2 separate regions of the Rattus norvegicus genome follow, and region 1 is linked to region 2. Evidence: chromatin contacts called from public Hi-C data. All regions are on one chromosome and are shown on one strand. Each heading gives the region's core, a stretch centred on a gene start, on an enhancer-like site or on the middle of the called end of the contact. The rest is flanking DNA. Distances are from core to core; before and after follow the strand shown.

The links. A called contact is a pair of places that touch in the nucleus more often than the background predicts.
Region 1: a Hi-C map of mammary epithelial cells shows a contact between it and region 2, with 1.7 times the contacts expected there. The contact joins two enhancer-like sites. A contact is called at or near these places in 5 of 12 Hi-C or Micro-C datasets (frontal cortex, hepatocytes, liver and 2 more) and 1 of 1 datasets of contacts at active chromatin or transcription factors (oligodendrocytes).

Annotation. Positions count from the first base shown.
Region 1 is chr7:91,394,962-91,400,424 of GRCr8, forward strand. It overlaps Tbc1d31 (TBC1 domain family, member 31), which reads left to right. Exons shown (of 22, transcript NM_001134842.1): 22 at 1,134-1,473. The coding sequence ends at 1,267. Among named protein-coding and RNA genes, the nearest start is that of Trnam-cau2, 4.8 kb to the right of the region's middle. Within about 2 kb of position 1,805, at least 25 of the 93 cell types and tissues checked have an H3K27ac peak or open chromatin away from gene starts, as enhancers often do.
Region 2 is chr7:91,120,938-91,126,581 of GRCr8, forward strand. The region is part of intron 1 of Zhx2 (zinc fingers and homeoboxes 2); the gene reads left to right. Among named protein-coding and RNA genes, the nearest start is that of Zhx2, 7.3 kb to the left of the region's middle. Within about 2 kb of position 2,109, at least 46 of the 93 cell types and tissues checked have an H3K27ac peak or open chromatin away from gene starts, as enhancers often do.

The sequences.
Region 1 (5,463 bases), core at 555-3,054, 270 kb after region 2:
TTAGAAGAACAACCTTTTATACAGATCCCCAGAAGACAAGAACTATGACTAATAACAAATCATGAAATTCCAGTATCATGTGAAGCTGCATCTGACATTCTATGCCAGAAGATTAATTAAACCTTGTCCGTTCTTCAGACTTAAATATTTTGCTTTGGTAGACAAGGTCCACTGTCTTACTCAGGCAGCTGGCGCGGCCCTGGGTCTCTAGCCTGCAGCAGGGACCCCCAGCCCCACCTCACCCCCACCCCCACCCCCAACACACACACCTGGAGCGGTGCACACCCAGATAATCTGCGCCTCACCGCCGAGCTCCCGTTGTTTGGCAGCAAATGAAAGTGTAATGGCTGCCTGTATTGGGGGGACGGAACTCATTTTCAGAAGCTGAAGCCATTTAAATATGGAGCGGTACTCCCTCCCTCCCAGTGTTCCCATCGGGATGGAGCAGTGTAAACTCCAGCAGCAAGTTACTTCAGTGCTGAGCTGGACTGCCCTGCACTACAGCTGTCCAGTATTTGAGGGACGTGGCTGTGGACAGGCTCCTGACCCGGAGTCAGTCTGTCCTCCTCTCTGCGTGCCAAGCTTACACATACAGTGTCTGACTTACACACACAGTGTCTGACTTACACACACAGTGTCTGACTTACACACACAGTGTCTGACTTACACATACAGTGTCTGACTTACACACACAGTGTCTGACTTACACACACAGTGTCTGACTTACACACAGTGTCTGACTTACACATACAGTGTCTGACTTACACACACAGTGTCTGACTTACACACACAGTGTCTGACTTACACACATTGTCTGACTTACACACACAGTGTCTGACTTACACATACAGTGTCTGACTTACACACACAGTGTCTGACTTACACACAGTGTCTGACTTACACATACAGTGTGAGAGCTCTCTGCGGACTTTGAGTTCAGCAGCAGCAGCAGCAGCAACAGAATCTCCTTGACTGGGAAATGAAAGCACAGAGGGCAGGGTAATATGGTTGGCTTTTTGCTCAAGAAACTTGTTTTTAATATGTTGGTTTTGTTATTGATTATTCATTGAAAGTAAATACTATATTAGTATCAGAAAACTGAGCTGCTAATAACTATAAATTTTATTTTCCAGTTTTTTCAAGAGATAAGCCAACAGAATGGAACCACACGGAATCCGATCTTCTCAAGAATGTGCGAGATCTTCGCAGGGGACTCACAGCCCGGGCTCGGAGCAGCTGTCCGCGCCCTCATCTTTTGGTGACATAGAAGGCATTTCACCATGAAGCAATCAGAGATATCTTTTTTAAATCAGTGGCACTCATTTTCCAATTATTTATTCTAATTTTTGTAACGATCAGCCTTTTGTATAGAGAAATATATCTATAAAATTATGTTTTTATTGAATTATAATGCTTTGGCTTGTAAAGGGCTTCTAGAATATTTCACATAAAGCTTTTTGGAAATTATCAAAACTGAGCTGTCTTCTTTGCTTACAAAGACTGCACAGAGTTCAGCCGATGAGATGGGCTTAATTTTAAAGATAAATGGAGAGATAAACAACAGGACTCAAGTGGAGGAGGCTGCTGAGTGAGGACAGGGGCAAGCCACGCCCGATGACCTGAGTTCACAGGCTGCCCACAGGCTGGAAGGAGAGAACCAAGCTGCACTCTTGCTGCCATACTCACATTCCCATCATAGGCAAACGTGACTTCAAACAAAAACTGGGCCTCACTCCAGCAGCAAGCAGGACTGGGCTAGAGGCCTGCAGAAGTGGAATGAATGGCAGACTTGTGCTCTGCGCTTCGGATCTTTTAGGCCTCTTGCTGTAACCCCACCCACAGCACTGGCTCAGGCTCAGCTTGTCCTGCCCTCTACTGACAGTAGCCACTATGCTGCCTCTACCCCTCCCCCTCTGCTGCCTGGGCCTCCCTTCGTCCCTGAGGACCTGTGAAGATTATTCAACAGGCATCTGAGGTCCCAGCCCTGTGCTAGGTTATATGATAGTTGTGTGGTACTTTGCAGTAATTCTGTTTTCTGGGGTCACTAAGAAGAATCTTGTGGTAAACCAAATACATCTGGAAAACACTCTATATTATCCACAGAATCATAATTACAAGATACTACCTGTCTTGGTGCAAATATTGGTTTCTCAGGGATTCTTCCTCAGTCTGGCCCTTTTCAGTGATTACAATGTAGGACTTTGCTGGTGTTTTGCCACAGAAATAGAGGACATAGAATGTAGAAGGTGGTGGGTATCTTAGGAAAGGAACCTGCAGACTTAAAAGCATTCAAGTTCTAAAACGAGGTATTTCTGGCTGCCACAATCAGCTGTGTATTGCAAACATCATCTCTTAAGTCCTTCAAAAGAAAAGGATTTATCTGTGTGCCTATGTGTGCCTGTGTGAGTTTGTGCATGCAGGAGCCCAGAGAGGTCAGAAAAAGGTGTCAAATCCCTTGGAACAAGAATTAGCAGGTGGTCGTAAACCGTCCTGTGAGTGCTGGGACCAACCCAAAGTGTTCTCCAAGAGTAAGTGCGCCTAGGTGCTGGGTCATCTCCATCCCATTTAGGTCCTTTTTGACTGGAATTTAGACCTACTCTAATTGTGTGTGTGTGTGTGTGTGTGTGTGTGTGTGTGTGTGTGTGTGTGTGTGTGTGCATGCACTCATATGTGACCTTGGACATAGAATTGTATGTAATACCTCTTTAAAGTTTCCATTCTTGTCCCAAAAGGCATTCTTGCCCAAATGAAGATGGTTTTCTAACCTTGGGCTTTTCCACCCTCGCACAAGTTCCAGAAATAACTGAGATGGAATTATTTGTGAATAGTTGCCTTGGCCAGTAGCTTTGGCTTGTTTTCTGCTAGTTTTTAACTCAGTTACCCTGTTTAGACTAGTCTACGTCATGCCACATGCCTGGTTACCTCTCCTTCAGTTTCGAGCAACCATATTCCTCAGTGTTTCAGCAAATCCTTTCCACTTGACTCTATCCCAGAAATGTACCACAACTCCCACTTCCCTATTTCCTGCCTGAGCTAGTAGGCCAACAGCATTTTATTGACAGGTGATTCTTCCATACGTTTGCAAGAGATTCTCTCCACAGTTTTCTATTGCATTCTCTGGTTTTCTGAGCTAAATAGCCACATGCTGTGCATTGCCATCTCAAAGGTTCTCACCTTTAATCAAATATATAAAGTGCATCTCCCATTATCTCTTCCTGCTTCTTAACACTGCATCCATAGTCTTGCCCAGGTTGGTTTTGTTTGTTACTTTTATTTCTTTTTTTTTTTTTCTTTTTTTTTTTTTCCGGAGCTGGGGACCGAACCCAGGGCCTTGCGCTTGCTAGGCAAGTGCTTTACCGCTGAGCTAAATCCCCAACCCCATGTTTGTTACTTTTAAATAAATAATGTGAACTCTCCACGACTGAATAAACATTGAACTTGACTGAAATGTTTCATGTTCTGGCTGCATCGAGAGTTTCTCAGGGGCTCGCTTGAGTGTGTGAGCAACCTCTAGATGAGTGCTCTGTTTGTAAAACTCTCTGGCACCAACTCTTTCTTATTGGGCTAAGCCCACATCTGGCTACACTCCAGTGTGAATTGGGGGCGGGAGGGACAGTATACACATGCACATGCTTGTATGCGCTTGTGGAGGGCAGAGAACAATACTGGATGCCATTTGCCAGGTGTTATCCACCTTATCTTTTGAGACATGTCCAGATTTTTTTTTTTTAATGCAGGTTCTGGGGGTTGAACTCAGCTCCTCGTGCTGGCACTTCACCAACTGAGCCATCTCCGCAGCCCCTGTGCTGTGGGTCACAGTCCTTTTCATTCATTCGTAGGGCTTTCCTCCAGTGCTGAACAAGGTTTGTGTATGTTGGAAGGGGACCTTCCAAAGTGACCACCATAGAGGTTGACATGGACAAGGACTGCATGTGGCATGATTATGAGTATGGGTGCACTTATCAGAGATTCTGAATTTGATGCTAAATGTCATTGTACCAGTCTGGGTCCAAACCACACAACTACGCAGGGCAAGCATAACAAAAGACAAACTCACAGGGAAACAAGTATAGATGCGAACACTGGAGGGTACTGAAAGCCCAAGGAGAGCACGCCAGAAGAATAGACTTATGGGGGTTGCCTTTCTGCCAGAGCTTGTCTACATCCCCAGGCAGCAGGAATCTGTGTCACAGTGATGGCGACCCACACTGTTCCAGGCTGACAACTAAGCATGCACAAAGATTCAGGGCAGGGTGACCGTATCGGGACCATGGGAAAGGCCCACATACACAGACAAACCAAGGCTGATGGGCTAGGCTCAAGTGCAACTGCTAGCTGAGATCTGGAACCTGCCCAGCTCGTGTTGAACCTGCCGTGAAGTAGCATCATTCAGAATGCAGCTGCACTCTCCTCCAGGACACCCTGAACATCGTGCGGATGCACACACACACACACACACACGCACACACGCACACGCACCCGCACGCACGTTACTTTGCTGTGGGGCCTTGAAACAGAAACAAAAGAAAGCAGAGATGCGTAGCTGGATGACAGCTTCACAGAAGAAGAGGGCCTCGGGGCTTCGGGCCCCACTGCAGAGCAGGGATCGGAGGGGCACAGTGTCAGCGCGATCAAGCGGGAAGAGGCTCTATAGCTCCTTGGTTAACTGACAAGTAGACCCAATATTGGCCTCTGTTTGGTAAAACTGAGATCCCAGCATTTGCCCTGTGTGATATAGACCCCAGCTCCTTAAACTGTAAGTCATGACCCTGTGTGGAGTCCTGCCACTGAATGGGGGAGTCATGAAACTTTGGCAACAGTAAGAGGTCTCTGAACACACAACAAACAAAACTTAGTTCAATATCAAATACATAATGATTCCGGCGCTTACCAAGATTGTACCACACAGTCCCACCTCAGCCTCTGTTCTAAACGCACATGCGCACTGGGCACTTCCAGAACGCGGCTAGCAGGTGCACTTTGAGTATCGCCCACCAGCCTTGGTTTGTCTGTGCATAAGTGTTTCCCATGGCGCCCTGATGTGGCCGTCCCATTACGTCACCCCACGAAACACCAATATCCACTGCTTAAAACATCTCAGCTCCGATTTGAGATTGTTGTATGCTATGAACCCCCAGGTTTTTGCTGTACCTGCTGAGCTTTTGGTTTGTATAGAAAAAATAACAGGTTAACTACAGGAACAAACATCTGCTGTGTTTGGACCGCCATCCCTCAGCTTGCATCAAATTAGGGCATTTTTAGATTGTATCACAGTTAAAATGTTTGGTTTTTTAAATTGCTGTTTGAGCTGCAGATGCGGCTCCTTGGTAGAGTGTTTGGGATCTAGCTCGCAATGTCAAAATTACTGTTTGGGTTTCAAAATAAAATCACTAAGCAAATGTTGGCTGGAGATCAGGTCAGAATTTCCAACAATTTCTGCAGTGGCCCAGAATGTACACATTT
Region 2 (5,644 bases), core at 859-3,358:
TAAATCAATAAGATGCCATGAGTGGGCTTCAGAGCTGTGTCAGTTCCCTCACGCAGGACTCCTCCAGCAGGAGCCAAGCTCTCTGATTCTCTGTGCTTGAACCCTATTGCTTGAACACAGTCGCCTGCCTCTGAACCTTCAGTGTTTTGTTTGTTTGGGTTTTTTGTTTGGTTGGTTGTTTGGTTGTTTGGTTGTTTGGTTGTTTGGTTGTTTGGTTGTGTTTGATTTGGGTTTTGTCTTGAAACAGAACCACTTGTAGCTGCCACATGGATTATTGTGAAGCTTAAAAAGTTTAGTCAAGGGCTCAGCACCACATCTGACACGTTATCAGATTCAGCAAACCAACCCCACCACCATCCTGGTCACTGCTGCCACCTCCAAGGAGTGGGCTTGTGCGTAACGTGCTTAGTGTTAACCATCCACCAGGGACACTGCCTGTCCTCAGGGACACTGCCTGTCCTCAACTCATAGTGTCCTCCTCTTCTCGAACACAGGCACTCAGCCTATGGCAAATCACAACAGTGGAAATCTAAAGGAGAGCCTGGTGCCAATCATGGGCACAACTCATGCAGAATCATGGCCCACGCCCTGGCAGAGCAGTGCTGAGGGTCACGTTGCTATGCCCCATTGGTAGGTACCTAAGTGGGCATTGTGTGTAATTGATCAAGTCGTGTTCTTCTCAACTGTAAGGGGTAAAAGGAGAGTAAGACGGAGCAACTGTGGTCCTGCTTCCCCTCCCCAGCCCTTCTGTAAAGCCCCCACCCAATGTTGAACAGGTTGTGATATTAAGAACATCCTCCCACAAGCTGTTTCCTGTTCTGTGCTCCTAGTCAAGCATTGAAGAGAGGTTGATTGGCAATGGTGTGTGTGAGAGAGACCCCCAAGGAGCAAAGCAATCTTAACAACACTGCATCAGTATTCATCCAGATTTCCCCAAGAATCAGAGAAAGACAGGACTAGAGTCAGGCTCCCTATGCCCAAGAGGATAGCTTACCTACTAAAACCCTCAACTTACACCCCTTCTTCCTCCTGTCCTCCTCTGCCCCCCCCTACTTCCTAATATGAGAATGTTCCTGGAGATTAAGTCTAGTCACACAGTGTTTCACAGCGATAGCATTTAACACGGAATCCAATCTGCAGCGAATGAAATCTGTGTAATATTGATCCACGGGAAGTTCAATAGCAGGGAGTGCGGCCCAAGTGCTAACTTCGAAGCAAAAGGTTTTATCGTCTGCCTTTGGGGTACACAGACTTGGTATGCCCACGTTCCACTTATCTTACTGAGGGAACCAGTAAAAATCCCAGGGAAACCATTTGCCATTCAGTAGGGGAAACTGATTTTGGTGTCCCTGGGGCAGTGGTATGGTCAAATAGAACGAGTTCCTTCTTTGGAAGGGAATCCTTCATGTTGGGGTCTCGGGGCCTTTTGTAAAGGAGAGAAACTATTGACAGTAGGGCCTGGCATGGCAGATGAGTTGTGAACAGGAGGCCCTGAGTACAGGTTCTCCTTGGTCTGCTTGGATGCCTGCAGCTGCAGCTGCAGGTCTCTCAAACATCTGGGGGAAGCGGGGGTGGGGCTAAGAATCCTGTGTTAGAGATGGAGCAGCATGCATAGATGCATAGTCAACTGCATACAGGTGACAGTTTCAAACTAGTATTGCAGAAAGATTCCAGAAACACACTCCTCAGTAGGTCAGCTATACCACCATAGCCTTGTGGGCTCTGGCCAGACGAGCCTCATGGCTCACCCAGACACACCACAAGCCCACAGATCAGTGTGTCCAAAGAACGGCAGTGTGCCAGACACTGGGCTGAATGCTCCCCCTTTATTTTGACATTTAATCAGAGCAGGAGGGGAGAACGGGGAGCTGTGTATGGTCCCTCTGCAAAGACTGGGATCACAAAGCTCAGAGAACTGAAGCCCTGGCTCCAGAACACACGGAGGGGAGGTAGGAGGGTCAGGTTGCTCACCCGGATAGCTTTGTTTCCAGGACACGGGGACAGATGAGCTCCAAGCCAGCCTATCAGGAAGTGCAGAGAGAGGGGTTGGTTTGGACATACTTTGGGACTCTCTATCTGGTTGTTTGCCACTGCAGAGAGTTGGGGACTGGGCCAGCATGTGTTCCTGTGTACGGAAGAACACGATCAGAACGGGGAGGCTACATTTCCACCTGTACTCTGTAGACTGGTGCCACCCCGCCTCCATCAGTGTATATGACAATTGCTCCCCAGGGCCACCTCTACCCTCTCCTGACCTGGACAGAAAGAATCCCAGGGAGTCAAAAGCTGCAAAAGTTGATACCGGAAGAGGAACTGGGCCTTCGGGATGCAGCACAGCCTCGCTGGCCAATGAGGAGCAGGGGTGGAAGGAGCAAGCATGGGGGTGGGGTGCGGAATAGCTGTGTGCTTGTTTTTATACAATAAAAGAGGATCATTGTAATTGGGAACCTTTGAATCATAACACGTCTGCCCATGGCTCTCTCCAGCTGCAGAGCCATTTAGTTAAATAGCACACAGAAAACTCCTTTCAGCTGATATTACGTTCCCGCTGTTCTTAAAATGTGAGACAAGGCAGAATAGCTCTAACGACAAAGCCATCTCAGGCTCTCCCAGCCCCTGGGCCTACCCAGAGTCCCCAAAGGATCTCCGCGACCTCGGGAGGATGACATGTTGAAATTATTTTCATTTAAGCTTCACCCCTGCCTTCCTAGAAACAGATTCAAGATATCTGCACACTGCTTGGCCCAAGCCTGAGGGGATGGGCATGTTATAAACGGCAGAGTATGGGCAGTTGGGAGAAGGAGCATTTCTTAGGATGGCTTTGCCTTGTCCTTCTCTGTTTAATGTCTTTGTGACGGTGATGTTAGAGTGGAATAGCAGGGGGGAGGGAGAATGGCGGCTGAAAACTGCAAGCCAGAAAAGGAGGTTATCCTCCAGCCAAGACATTTTGGAGAAGGGGTGAGTTCCAGGCAAGAATGGGCTCCACTGAGATCTCTCCAGGTGATGCTTAGCTTCCCCTGCTCCTCTGGAACTGCCGTCTACCATCTTCTGGGGAACTTTGTGTTACAGAATTGATTCTGAGCAGTCAGGGTGCTGCCTCCAGAAACAAGCGCTATCGCGCTGTAAGGTCAGCGAATCATGGTGGGTGTTCCAGCGACCGACATTCTAACAGTGTGCAGTTGGACAGTGTCTGGCCTTGGTGCTTTTAGAAAGGGAGTGTTGGGTCTCCAAGTGCATTCATTGCCTACAATCAGTTGAAAGGACACTCAAGGAAATGAGTTTATTGATAGGACCCCAGGGTGTTCGAGTGAAGAGAAACTTTCAAAGCCTAACCTGGTGAAGTGGCACACACACCTGCAGTTCAATACTGGGAGGCAGACGCAGGGGAATAACTGCAAGTTCAGGACTAGACGTGATTGTAAAGGGAGTTCCAGGCTATGCGGGGCAACATAGTGACATGATAAGGCTCTGTCTCAAGAAAGATGGGAGGGGGGGTTGGGGATTTAGCTCAGTGGTAGAGCGCTTGCCTAGCAAGCGCAAGGCCCTGGGTTCGGTCCCCAGCTCTGAAAAAAAAAAAGAAAAAAAAAAAAGAAAGATGGGAGGGAGGGAGGGAGGGAGGGAGGGAGGGAGGGAGGAAAGAAGGAAGGAAGGAAAGAAGGAAGGAAGGAAAGAAAGAAAGAAAAACTGTGGAGGATCCAGCTTGGAGAAACTGAGGCTTAGGAAGCTGTGCAAATCAACCCGGGATCCCACACTCCTACAGCAGTGTGTTTTGTTCTCTGGTGCAGACAGTTCAGGCCTTTCTGCTGACTCATCAGCCAGTGCATCTCCATCCCCTTCCTCCCCACTTCCGTTCCCCTTTCCTGGCACTTGCTGAGCACCTGCCAGAGTTGACAGGTCAATGTTCCTGCTCTCAGGAAGTCCACACACAGTGGTGCTGAAGCACAGCCACCGCTACAGTCTGCTGCTCCTACTGACATCATGAGTCTAGCTCTGTGCTTTTCGTGGGCATGCTTCTGGCACCCCTAAGAGTTATTCAGATTCAGTCTTCTGCATTTGACAAGCAAGGCACACAGAGTAGGAAGACGTTTGTCCAAGGGCCTCAGAGCCGTGCAGTCTAACAGACAGCATCTATCTCTGGGACTCATGAGGCTCCAAGCATTCGATGCTTCTCCTACCCTCTGTGCCTGTGGCCTCACTAAGTGGCTAACACAAATGGTGGAGCCAGAACTTGAATGCAGCCCTCTAGGATCCAAGACCTAAAGAATTTTGTCCACTTCAGGCATGATGCATTCAGTAGTTCTTTCTAGGAAACCTACATCAAAAGGGGCACGTTAGTCAGAGGTACAGAATCACAAGAGACTCCCAGGTTTGTTCCCCAGAGTCTCCTAAAAGTTGAAGAATGTTTAGTAAGCTGAGGTAATTAGGTATCAGGTACTTATTGGCATAAAAACCATAAAGTTAGATGGATTAAAAACTCCAGTGTCAGGCAGCTTGGGGCCATAAGTAATACCTCTCTTTCCTTTTCTTTTTCTCCCTTCCTTCCTCTCTCTTTCCCTCCAGTTCTTCCTTCTTTAATTTTAATGAAATAGTCTCAAATACGTAGCCCAGGCTGGCCTTGAATTCACAATCCTTCTGCTGGGATCAGAGAAGGTGCAGCTAGTCTTCTAAATTAGCTCTGCTGCGGATACGTAACGTATTCCCATACTGCTCTTCAGTAGATTGACATGGTTTATGTAGCCATCATCACTGTAACTTCAGAACGTTTCCATCACCCCCAAATTGGGCTTCGTGCACCCATTAGCAGCTGCTCTCCCCCAACACACACACTTCACCCCAACTCTGATCAACCACCCTGCATGGCTGATCCATGCTTTTGCAATCACATAGCCAGCAACCCCTCGTGTCTAGCTTCTTTCACGCGGCTTAAAGCACTTGTGGGTCATCTACCATGTAGCGTGTATCGGTCTTTCATCCCCTGGTATTACCAAACAGCACCACACCGGGAAGATATACCATATATTTTGTTATCTATTCACCATCTGGAGAGCACGTGTGCTGTTTTCCCTTTGGGAAAATTCAAGAAGGCCGCTGTGAACATTTCTGCACACACGCTTTCATTTACACGTGTGCTTTTTTTGTTGCAATTTGTTTTGTTTTGAGACAAGGTAGCCCAGGCTACCCCGAAGCAGCTCAGGCTGGTCTTAAACCCTTGATCTCCTGCCTCTGCCTACCTACCTCATGCTGAGATTATAGACGTGCATTGCTATACCTCTTCTCTGTCAAGGCTTTCATTTCTTTTGGTCACAAGTACAGGAATACTAAGAAGAGAAACGGCTGCATATTTACCGACCCTTGATGCTGTCATTTGGCCTGCTTTACAAGTGAGGGAATGAAAGAGTAGGGAAGGGACGGTCACACTGCTCAAGTGTGGAGTAGCAGGGCTCAACTTGCAATCCGTCCATGACTCTCCAGGACTAGGACTCTAGCAGAGTAAATAAGGCATCCTGTGTGTAAAATTGAAGGACACACCCACTCTTGGCCCTGAGAAGCATAGAGTTAGCACTGCTTCCTTAAATGTTGCCTCCCATATTCCGAGTTTGGACCTTATCTTGACCCCAGTTCTTCCTCTTTAACAGAGGACCGT